Linked DNA regions of Mus musculus: regions 1, 3 and 4 are each linked to region 2. The links are chromatin contacts, called in public HiChIP or PLAC-seq maps. All regions are on one chromosome and are shown on one strand. The core of a region is the stretch at or near the end of the contact, and the rest is flanking DNA. Distances in the headings are between cores, read along the strand shown. Region 1 holds the start of Dync1li2 (dynein, cytoplasmic 1 light intermediate chain 2). Region 2 holds the start of B3gnt9 (UDP-GlcNAc:betaGal beta-1,3-N-acetylglucosaminyltransferase 9). Region 3 holds the start of Rrad (Ras-related associated with diabetes). Region 4 holds the start of Terb1 (telomere repeat binding bouquet formation protein 1).

Evidence for each region. HiChIP or PLAC-seq counts read pairs in DNA pulled down with a chosen protein or histone mark.
Region 1: an H3K4me3 HiChIP or PLAC-seq map of forebrain shows a contact between it and region 2, with 5 times the contacts expected there. The contact joins the promoter of Dync1li2 here to the promoter of B3gnt9 in region 2. A contact is called at or near these places in 6 of 115 datasets of contacts at active chromatin or transcription factors (astrocytes, embryonic forebrain, embryonic stem cells and 3 more) and 1 of 9 other capture datasets (embryonic stem cells).
Region 3: an H3K4me3 HiChIP or PLAC-seq map of forebrain shows a contact between it and region 2, with 7 times the contacts expected there. The contact joins the promoter of Rrad here to the promoter of B3gnt9 in region 2. A contact is called at or near these places in 7 of 39 promoter capture datasets (the 3T3-L1 cell line, cranial neural crest, embryonic stem cells and 4 more), 4 of 484 Hi-C or Micro-C datasets (Th1 cells, embryonic stem cells and muscle stem cells), 17 of 115 datasets of contacts at active chromatin or transcription factors (bone marrow-derived macrophages, craniofacial prominence, embryonic basal ganglia and 12 more) and 5 of 9 other capture datasets (adipose tissue, embryonic tail, embryonic trunk and 2 more).
Region 4: a contact with region 2 is called in an H3K4me3 HiChIP or PLAC-seq map of embryonic forebrain, with 5 times the contacts expected there. The contact joins the promoter of Terb1 here to the promoter of B3gnt9 in region 2. A contact is called at or near these places in 1 of 39 promoter capture datasets (hippocampal neurons), 2 of 115 datasets of contacts at active chromatin or transcription factors (bone marrow-derived macrophages and embryonic forebrain) and 1 of 9 other capture datasets (adipose tissue).

Annotation. Positions count from the first base shown.
Region 1 is chr8:104,441,739-104,444,438 of GRCm38.p6, reverse strand. Dync1li2 (dynein, cytoplasmic 1 light intermediate chain 2) reads left to right here and starts at 1,392. Exons shown (of 13, transcript NM_001013380.2): 1 at 1,392-1,744; 2 at 1,892-1,965. The coding sequence starts at 1,638.
Region 2 is chr8:105,253,890-105,256,589 of GRCm38.p6, reverse strand. B3gnt9 (UDP-GlcNAc:betaGal beta-1,3-N-acetylglucosaminyltransferase 9) reads left to right here and starts at 1,437. Exons shown (of 2, transcript NM_178879.4): 1 at 1,437-1,559; 2 at 1,748-2,700. The coding sequence starts at 1,836.
Region 3 is chr8:104,629,935-104,632,634 of GRCm38.p6, reverse strand. Rrad (Ras-related associated with diabetes) reads left to right here and starts at 1,346. Exons shown (of 5, transcript NM_019662.3): 1 at 1,346-1,512; 2 at 1,655-2,088. The coding sequence starts at 1,722. It overlaps Gm51588 (a long non-coding RNA gene), which reads right to left. Exons shown (of 2, transcript XR_003947593.1): 2 at 2,446-2,700. Gm33023 (a long non-coding RNA gene) reads right to left here and starts at 1,233. Exons shown (of 3, transcript XR_879143.3): 1 at 1,140-1,233.
Region 4 is chr8:104,508,490-104,511,189 of GRCm38.p6, reverse strand. Terb1 (telomere repeat binding bouquet formation protein 1) reads left to right here and starts at 1,303. Exons shown (of 20, transcript NM_180958.3): 1 at 1,303-1,388; 2 at 1,817-1,923. Nae1 (NEDD8 activating enzyme E1 subunit 1) reads left to right here. Exons shown (of 20, transcript NM_144931.3): 20 at 1-162. The coding sequence ends at 32.

The sequences.
Region 1 (2,700 bases), core at 143-2,642, 810 kb after region 2:
AACCTTGCAGGGCAGTGGGGGCACTCCTAGCCCTCCAAAGGCAGAGGCAGGTGGATCTCCGAGTTCAAGGCCAGCCTGGCCTACAGAGTAAGTTCGAAGACAGCAAGGGCTACACAGAGAAACCCTGTCTCAAACAACAACAACAACAATAAAATTGGTAAAGCAAAGCCAAAAGTATTGTTAACTGTGGTGGTAAAAATCATTCACAGTTTAATAAAGTCTACAAAGGAGGAGATGAAAAACAACATTCTGAGGATTTGTGATAAACTTTCAATGAGCATCCTGAAAATTAAGCCATATAATAGTTGAAGAAACATGGCTGGAGAGATGGCTCAGCGGTTAAGAGCATTAACTACTCTTCCAAAGGACCTGGGTTCAATTCCCAGTACCCACAGGGCAGCTCACAACCATCTGTAATCCCAGTTACAAGGGGTTCAGACACTCTCTTCTGCCCTCCACAGGCATTGCATACACATAGTGGACAGATATGCAAGCAGACAAAGCACCTATACACATTTAATAAAAGTAAAACTAAAAGAGTAATGACTGGAAGTGGCAGGATACCACCTCTAGAACTGGGTCTTGGGGCTGTTTTGAGACAGGGTATCTTAGGGTTAGTGCTGTGATGAAATACCATGACCAAAAGCAAGTTGGGAAGGAAAGAGTTTATTTCATCTTACCCTTCCAGATCATAATCCATCATTGGAGGAAGTCAGGACAGGGTCTCAAGCAGGGCTAAAACCTGGGGGCAGGAACCGATGCAGAGGCCATGGAGGGGTGCTGCTTACTGGCTTGCTCAGCCAGCCCAGGCATGGCACCACCCACAATGGCATTTCTTCAATTGAGCTTCCTTCTTCCCTGATGACTCTAATTGACACACAAAACTAGCCGGCACACAGGGTCTCACTATGTAGCCCTGGCTACCCTCGAACTTGCTATGTAGACCAGGATGGCTTCAAATGTATAGAGTTCCTCCCGCCTCTGCCTCCTGAATGCTGGGATTAAAGGCGTGTGACACCATGTGCAACCATTTTAAAATTAATTTTTTTGAAGTAGGCTCTCACATAGCTCATGCTCAACTTAAACTTACCAAGTAGTCTAAGACTTCTGATCCCTCCCCCTCCCCCCCTCCCCGCCCCCACCAGCTGCCCATTGCTGGTATGACAGGACATGCAAATATCTATGTCCAGTCATTTTTTTGTGGATCTTCGTTCATGTTTGGCCCATTTTCTTTTAAACTTCTGAGCTGTAGTTTCCTCACCTCACTTATTAAGAATTAAACAAGATTCAATGAGATCGCTTTATAAATATGGTTGTCTAGCTTGAGTTCATTCCAAAGCTTGGACTTGCCGCATCAGAGGCTGCCCTGCAGGGGTCGCCAGCGCGCTCTCGGTCTGGTGGCGTCCGCGGCTCCACCTCCCGCGTAAGGCTGTCCGGCTGGCTGCCTGACCCAGCAACGTCCCTAGCTGCGGCGATCCCACGTCCCGCAGACGCACGAGGACACCGCGGGCCCGTCGGGACGCGCTGGATAACGGAGCTTCTGCGGCGTTGCGGGCGGGCAGCGCGGCCCGGCCGGGGTCCTTGCGGGTCCTCGGCGGGCCCGGGGGAGGGCCCTCTTTGTGGCTGCAGTTGGCAAGATGGCGCCGGTGGGGGTGGAGAAGAAGCTGCTGCTGGGTCCCAACGGGCCCGCAGTGGCGGCCGCCGGCGACCTGACAAGTGAAGAGGAGGAAGGCCAGAGTCTATGGTGAGGAGCGTATAGAGCCGCAGATGGCGCGGCCGGACCGGGAGCGGGCCGGAGCGGGCAGGACCGTGGGCAGACATTGATGGGCAGTCGTGGGCCGAGCGGTCCTAGGCGGTCCCGCGCTGACCACTCTTGTCATTGTCGCCGCAGGTCTTCGATCTTGAGCGAAGTGTCCACCCGTGCCAGGTCCAAGCTGCCGTCCGGCAAAAACATTCTGGTGTTCGGTGAGCAGCGGGGTACTGCCCTGGGGCGCAGGGGTGGGTCAGGCGGCGCCCCTCCCACTGGTTCCCAGGCTTCTCCACCCTTAGCGCCTGCTTGTCGCTTGCCTGCCTGGGAGGGCACCCTGGACTCTGGCAGGGTAGCTGCTGAGTCTCCAAGCCCACACCTCTACTGACCCCCTAGAATGCAGCTCCGTTTGGAGTCCAGTGATGTGATGTGGGCTTGGGGCATTGGGGCACATTCCTTCAGTCTTTTGGCTGAGCCTTCTTCAGCCTTGACTCGGTTCATCGGTTAGCCTTGTGCTCACCAAGTTGAGGATGTGGAGGAAGGAAAAAGAGGATGTGCAGGCTGGATGGAGAAGATGAGGGAAGTAGGTGACCTGGACTGGGAAACTGAGGAGATGGACGAAGTCTTTTCTTCAGTCTTCATGGGCAGGCAGCAGAGCTTGGGAGTCAGCCCCAGGAACTTTCTTGCATAAATCCTGCCCTCACTGCTGGGTTGCCCAGTCAGTCATTTAACCTCTCTGGCTTCAGTTATCTCCTTCAAATGAAAGGGATTATATGCGTTCACCTGCAATGCTGTTTGTAGAGTAGGAAATGAGGGCTGAGCAGTGGGACAGTACAGACAGTCTTAGACACCCTGAAAGAATCCCAGTGGAGCCGAGGCAGATGTGTGCGTGGTTGCATCGCATCTCTCATGTCAAGAGCAGACTGCTGTGGGCGCATCACACTGCTTGATGT
Region 2 (2,700 bases), core at 188-2,687:
GAAACCAGGGATGGCCCTGAACTTCTAACCCTCCTGAGTGCTGGGGTTACAGGCATGTACCACCGTGCCTACTTTATAGAACGCTCGAGCTTAAACTCGGGGCTTCTCACATGCTAGGTCTGCAACCGAGTCACACCCTCAGCCTTCCAGAGTTGGGATTTTATAACAAGGCCAGTGAGACACCTTTGGAGGCCTTTGGGCAGGAAGCCTGGAGAGGAGAGAGGCCAAGACAGAGATAGATAGAGAATGGGATGAATATCAACAGCTGCTTGGGAGGAAGAATGCAACAGGCCAGTGTCCTTGGCTGAGGACTAGGGCAAGCTGATGGCCAGGAGTCATATTTGCCAGTGGGATGAAGGCCTGGGGAGACCCTGATCACTCTATTCACTAAGAATGACTATCCTGGTGACTCTGGAGCTCAGCTGTCTCTATAGTTCCCCAATTGAGGAAACCAATCAAGAATGGAGCTGGAATACTAGTGTAGGCTTGTAATCCCAACACTTTGGGCGTCATTAGCTTGAGGCTATGCAGGGTACATAACACAGCTTATCCTCAGAACCCTAAAAGACTAGTGGGCAGGTAAGAGTGGGTGGTTTGGCCTGGATGACAAAGCAGCTCAGAGGTAGGAAAACCAGGGGATCTAGAAAACAGCCTACCTGGGCTCAATGGGCTCTTCTAGAAGCCTCCCGCAAACACCAATCCCTGACACCCCAAACTGTACTGCAGAGGCAACAGCATGGGCAGTTCTACCTCAAGGATGCTATGTTGGGGAGCAGGAACGGGCATGGAGTGACAGGAATGAAGAGCTTGTCTGGGAAATTACTGTAGGCAGAAGTGGTTCCATTTCCTGTATCCAGTGGATGAAGAGAACAAAGGAGCGCTGGGTGGGAGATTCCTGGGGGCAGTGCGTTCTGGCTGTGTCAACCTGGGGCAAGTCACTTAGCTCACTAAGTATTGGTCCTCTTTGGGTAGAGCTGCTGGTAAGTCTGCAGGAACAGAACTTGCTGTCTTGATTGTTCGGGTGTGTATGCTTGTGTTTACTGGTGGCAAGCAGGGCAGAGTTCGGAGGGCATCCCCCACGACCAGACCACCAGCGCGAGGAGTAAGGAGACAGCTTTATATTATTGGGGCAATTCGTGGCTCCTGCTTGGTGAACCAGGGCTGCTGAAAGAGATTTTCTGAAAGATGGCCCGGTATGGCGGCCAGAAGAGCTGAAAGTTAAAGCACTCAGGCTTAGGGGTTGGGGGCCTATCAGCTGTCTACTTCTTGAGCTTAGAAACTCGGAGTTCCAGCGTCCTATCAAAAATACTAGGCTTTCTCAGCAAGAGTCTCCCGTGAGAGGCCCTCTCAGGGACCAGCCCACAGTCAGAGATGGCACTCCCTGCACCAAGGCGGAGCTGAGCTCCAGATGTCGGGGCGTACACAGCTGGAGGATCACGTGGCACGGCCTCAGCCCCCTTCCTGCCAACGCTGCATTTGGCTCAAGCCGGGGTCATGGCTGCCCTTGGGACCCTGAACTGACAGTTTCAGGGGTTGTCACCCCTCCCCCGCGGTCAAGCGTGAGTGCTGGGGTCCTAAGGACCAAGGTCAGAGGCGGGGAGGGGGAAAGGTAGAAGGGACCCAGCTTTGATGCACTGGATGGGTGGGTAAGGGGGCGGTAGGGGAGAGGCCTGCGTCACCCTGTCCAGACTTTGGCATCCTTTCTGGGCTGGAGCTGAGGTTAGAAGCTGAACTTTTTGTCCCTTAGGCTGCTGCGGTGGGGGCAGGGGCAGGGACGGAGGTCGACAGAGTGGATGAAGGAAGGATAGAGGGCCCTGTGAAGGGCGGGGCTGGACATGAGGAGGAGGAGGAGGCCGCGCCTTTGCCCAGACGCGTGGCTTACGCTGCTGCTCAGCGCCGCCCTCGGACTCCTGCTCTACGCGCAGCGCGACGTGGCATCCCCCACGACCAGACCACCAGCGCGAGGACCCCAGCTCCCGCGGCCCACTCCTAGCCTCCGAGCACGCGAGCTCCCTAACACCGCCCGCGCGGCCCCGCTGGCCTACGAGGGGGACACTCCGGTGCCGCCCACACCTACGGACCCCTTTGACTTCGGCGGGTATCTGCGCGCCAAGGACCAACGGCGCTTCCCGCTGCTCATTAACCAGCGTCGCAAATGCCGCAGCGACGGCGCATCCGGCGGTTCGCCGGACCTGCTCATCGCTGTCAAGTCTGTGGCTGCGGACTTTGAGCGGCGGGAAGCCGTTCGCCAGACTTGGGGAGCCGAGGGTCGCGTGCAGGGGGCACTCGTGCGCCGAGTGTTCTTGTTGGGCGTGCCCAAGGGGGCGGGCTCTGGCGGGGCAGGCACCCGTTCGCACTGGCGCACCCTGCTGGAGGCGGAGAGCCGAGCTTATGCAGACATTCTGCTCTGGGCTTTCGAAGACACCTTTTTCAATCTAACGCTGAAGGAGATTCACTTTCTATCTTGGGCCTCAGCATTCTGTCCAGATGTACACTTTGTTTTTAAGGGCGATGCAGATGTGTTCGTGCACGTGAGGAACCTGCTGCAGTTTCTGGAGCTCCGGGATCCCGCACAGGACCTTCTTGCGGGTGATGTGATTGTGCAGGCAAGGCCAATCCGAGCTAGAGCCAGCAAGTACTTCATTCCCCGGGCTGTGTATGGACTGCCCGTTTACCCTGCCTACGCAGGTGGCGGCGGCT
Region 3 (2,700 bases), core at 97-2,596, 620 kb after region 2:
CACAGGCATAGACACACACACACACACACACACACACACACACACACACAGTCGTCACCCTAGAGACTAGCAAGGAAGGAACAGTTCACGATATCCAATTCAGGACTGGGTACCTGAATGCTGGGAGAGAGGCAGACAGGGGACTAGACACCCAGTCCACCCAATCACCTCTCCTTCCCTCAGATACTATCCCTGTTTTCAAACCAGTGTCTGAGAAAGGGGAGCTCTGAAGCAGTGGTGGTACTGGGTATATTTTTGCCATTTATAAAAGAGTCTGGCACACGGGGATGGATCAAAAGTGAGTCTTAAACAGAGCAGAGGCCCTGCGACCAGTTCCTGAAAGCTACCCCTCCCCCATACCCTACATTTATGCCCCTCCTCGGTGAGATGTTTACAAGCAAAAGGCCCAGTGTGGGGCTCAGGAGCAGGAAGAACTTGAAGACTATAAAGGGGTTGGCTCTTTCTGGAGTCCCCCACTGTTAGGCCGGATCTCCCCAACTCTGGGCAACCTCATGCCCAAAAACAAAGTGGCTAGGGCCAGGGTTAGATATTTTTAGCAGTTACTGGCAGCTGTTCCGCATGCTTAGAGTTAGAGTTGGGATTTGAGTTTGTGTGTTCCTTTTTCTGGCCCTGTAGTTTCTCTCCAGCAGACAAGCACCCAGCAGGCTCTATCACCCCCTGAACCTCCTAAGGGACCCCAAGAATTCATGGATGACACCAACCTTCAACCTGAAGGGCAGTCCCGTTGGGAGACTCTTTAGGTCCCAGGACAAAGACAGGAATAGAAAGGACTTAGTGTTGAAGCTAGAAATACCAGTTTAGGACCCTCTAAATTCTGGTTAGGTCCATACCTGGAGGAACGGGCTTCATAGGTTCTGAGCGTGTCCATAATACGTCTACTGACTTGGGTAATAGGCCAGGAGTGAGCAGAAGGGAAAATTCATCTTTAAAGATGGAGTGGTAGTTCACTCCACTTTACCCACTACTGGCAGCCTCTGTATCAATGCACACACACACACACACACACACACACACACACACACACACTGGTGCACCCTCCTCAACGCACACTCCCCATCCCTCCCCTCCAACACCCCTCTAAACTACCCCCCATCCCGCGCGAGCCTCCTTCCAGCTACCTGCCCCGCCCCTGGCGGGTTTGCGGTCCTAGAAGGGAGGTGGGGGATTCCCGAGGGCGAGTGGATGCGTCAGCCTTTGCAGCAGCCCGGGAGGACAGGGGCGGGGGCGGGGGCGGGGGCGGGGGCGGGGGCGGGAGCGGGGGTAGGGGTAAGGGCGGAAGTCTGACTGGTAGAGGTTTAAATAGGAGGCCCTAGAACAGCGACCCAGCGCCAGCTGAGGGGCTGAGAAAGCAGCAGAGGAGAAAAAGACTGCAGTCGTGACAGCGACAAGGGTCTGAGTCTGAACAGGGGTCTACGAGTGGGTTCTATCAGATCCCCCAGTGGTCTGTGTCGCAGCGCTGATCAAGTCCTGATAACATCTGTGTGAGAGTTGGTGAGTGTCCTGACTAAGCGGGGTGGACAACACCATCTGGGGCTGAATGTGGATGCAGGTCCAGCTGGGTTACTGGTTAAGACGTAGAGACCTCCTGGTTGGCAGTAGGTTCCTTCATCCTGAGCATCTTTCTTGACTCCAGAGTCCTACCTGCTCCCGCGATAGAGCTGCCATCCCAATTCTTCGTTCCCCAGACGGCGTCCAACACGATGACCCTGAATGGTGGCAGCGGAGCAAGCGGGAGCCGTGGTGCGGGCCGGGAGCGCGACCGCCGTCGAGGCAGCACCCCATGGGGCCCGGCACCCCCACTGCACCGCAGGAGCATGCCGGTGGACGAGCGAGACCTTCAGGCGGCGCTAGCCCCGGGCTCCCTGGCAACGACTGCCGCTGGAACTCGGACACAGGGCCAGAGGCTGGACTGGCCCGAAGGCTCCTCCGACTCGCTCAGTTCTGGAGGCAGTGGGTCAGAGGAGGGCGTTTACAAGGTGCTGCTGCTCGGGGCGCCTGGTGTGGGCAAAAGCGCTCTGGCGCGCATCTTTGGTGGTATAGAAGACGGACCTGAAGCAGAAGCAGCAGGTGAGAGAGCTGAGCTGTTTAGATAAAGACAGTTGGGGGGCGGTGGAGCTGGACTAAAAGTGGCAAATACTATGAAATTTCAAGGCGTTTTCGAAATTATGTTATTTCCGCGTCCAAGATGGAGAAACTGAAGGAGACTTACTCCCTACTCACTCCACCCCCTCCACCTCTCTCCTACCCACGTACCAGTCGTTGATAGGAAAAAAGTGTCCAGAATAGAAGAGTAGAGTGCTAGATATGATTTTTTTCCTGTGGCTCGTAGCAGCACTTTCCTGCCTACCGGGGCTGGCAGGAACAAATTCTGAGGACATTTCTGGGAGAGGAAAGTTAGGTGGCCAAAGTCTCCAGGGTTTGTGACAGCCACTATACTAACTTCACCCAATATGACCACACCCACCCTTGACCCAGGCAGCAGGATCCCTAGACACCCAGTACTTCTCTAGTTTGGGGACAAAGAGATGGAGGTCGTGTCCTCCAGTCCCTGACTCCCGGGCTTGTCATATTGTTTGGGCATAGCAACCATCTGCTAACAGAGGAGAATTATCAGAGGACTGGGAGAAGCAGCAGGAGGCGTGGTCAGGAGAAGAAGGCAGACACTGGGAACGTTGACAG
Region 4 (2,700 bases), core at 54-2,553, 750 kb after region 2:
TGTCACAAACTTCTGCAACTTTCCAGTTGTAGAATAAGCACCATGTGTAATATGTTAATGGTTGGAACTGTAATTGTCTTCATATTGTGCTTTGGTTTGTAAAAATCTGTTAAAGGACGGAAGTTAAATTGTTTCCTTAATAAAAGTTTTTCTCATTTGTAATATAGTCTTGTTGTCTGGAATGGTGGGGAGAATGGGGAGAAAACAGAACAAAAGCCAGCTCTTTGTATAGTTAGTTAATGCTGGATTGCTATTTTACAGTTACATATCGTAGATATGTCTGTTTCACTAACAAGAGTAAAAAATTAATTATCTTAATGAACTTAAGATGTGGATTTTAGCTGTGGACATTTTAAGATCATTACTTATTTAAAGTAGAACTTTTAAAGAAGCATTTCGGAGCTTTATCAGGACAAAACCATTCCCTTGTGCTGTCGTCATTCATTATATATACCTAAAGGTTTGTCACTATACCTGTGTATTGAATTTTATGGGCTTGCCCCATCCCTAAATTTCTTTTTATTGAATAATATATTGGAATAATAGCATTTAGCAGCTTGTTAGATGGGAAGGAAAGTTCCTGAAGGTGAGGAAAAGTAACAAACTAGAAATCCAAACTGGGAGGCCGAATGTGTGTGTGTGATTCGTTATCCTAAGGCCCTAAATTGCCTGCTATAGAACAGTTCTCAAAGGCAGTCTCCTATGTGAGAACCTGGGTTATAGCTGACAAGAGGCGAGGGAGGGGGCTCATAGGGATTTTATTTCTTGAAAACCTGTATCATTCTTGCTTGGCTGTGTCATCAAGTGACTTTGTCAGAGCAGGAACTGCCCTCTGACAGTACTTCCATCTCCCAACACTCCCATGGGAAGAGTTCTGTTGGGACGTATGACAGGACTAAATTATAGGGCACACCTTGAACACATTTAAGACTCAGAGCTCTGGGCTCTTGGGTCTACTCAATGAGAAGCTGGCTTGGCCAGAACCAAAAACTAAGGATTTTGGAGTTCACCCAGGGAGGGTGTCCAGTCAACGGAATGCCCAGTGCAACCAAAGAAAGCCTGGCGTCAGGCAAGGTCAAGGAGGGAGCAAAGACCCTTCCGAGACGCAAGTCCTAAATACTAAGTTATATTACCCTCATCATGTCACTTTCTCCCATCTAAAACCTGGCATCCCGCACTGATCACCTTCTGCCCACTGATGGCTCTACAGCTGCGAAGGGCTAAGCCCAGTGGGACAGGTGTGCGGCCGGAAGTCCCGCCCAGCGGATGTGAGCCTGGCTGGCGCGCGGGCGTGGGAAACCCAGTCAGGCGTCGTGGTCTAGGCTGCCACAGGGACGAGCTGGTGTGGGCCTGACAGGGGCTCTGGGTTCCAGGGTGGAGAGGCCAAGGTCTCGGCTTCCCGCCTTCCGGTGGTCGGCTCCTGGGGCGGAGCTGTGGTGGCGGGCGTGGCCCGCTTCCCTGGCTCACCTGAGGAGGTGGATTGAGCTGAGGGCAGGGGCTTCCCTGAGCTGGCGCCAGGCCCACGACCTGTGAGGGGGAAAAGGTCGTCCCCATCTGCCCAGTCGGGCGGCTGTGTGCGTCCGGGCTGCTCCCCGGGATCCCGGGGCGGGGAAAGCGGCGGCCCCCACGGGGGATTCGGTTTGGGAGGAAGAGGACGGGAGCGCGTGCCCAGCAGCAGCTGACGCTGGGAACTGGGCGATTGCTCCTGGGAGGTCCGCCGGAGCCGGGCTCGGGAGGCGTGCATGGTGCCCCGCGGAGAGCAGTAGAGGAAAGTCGTGGGCCTGCCTGCCCTCCTCACAGGCGTTCCTTCTTCCAGCTCTTTAGGTGAGCCAGGCCTCCGGAGCCTGGAGCGAGAGCGAGGGAGCCATAACCCACGGAAAGACGGTGGACCCGGAGGCTGGGAATCCCGGGCGAGCCGTGAGGGTGTGCGCCCCATATCCTATCCATCCAGTACAGCAACTGGTTCCTGGGACCCTCTATTCCCTGGGACCTGAATGGCTTATGTCACACTCGGAGCAGAAAAGTTGATAGTGCACGTTACGTGCTTGCCTTTCTGCTCCCGTTAGAGGGTGCCTTCCACAGTGTAGGATTCCAAGGCGGACGGACAACTTACAAGTGGAAGTGAATGCTAGGATTTTCATCTCTGCCAGCCCCACCCAGGAAGATATTTTTGTCTCTCTTGGGGGAAGGGAGATATGTAGAATTTTTCCCCCCACAAAGCTTTTGATGTGACCAATTTTAGAGTAGCGAATTTCAGGGGCTGACCTAGTGTTTAATGATAGACTCTACCTTGAGTCCCATACCCAGGATGAAAGAGGTGTGCAGAACACTAATCAACTAGTTTTCTTATTTATGTTCTCTAATAGTCTTCCTAGTAACGTTTGCACCTGACCTTGTTGGTTTGGAGAGTAAATTAAGTAAACCCTTTAAGGATGGTGTGTCCTGTTATGTAAAAACTTACCCCCGCCCCGTGAGATCAGGGTAAAAAAAATTTACAATCTCATTGTTAGTGATGATTTGTACCCACAAAACTACTGAAAACATTTCGTAATTGCTTGAGTGGGAACATACTTTTGACTTGGGAAGTGAGCTATTTTTATAATATTATATAAAATATTTTTATATTTTTAAGTATCATTTTGTAATTTTTTTTTTTTTTCTGAGACAGGGTTTTTCTGTGTAGCCCAGGCTGTCCTGGAA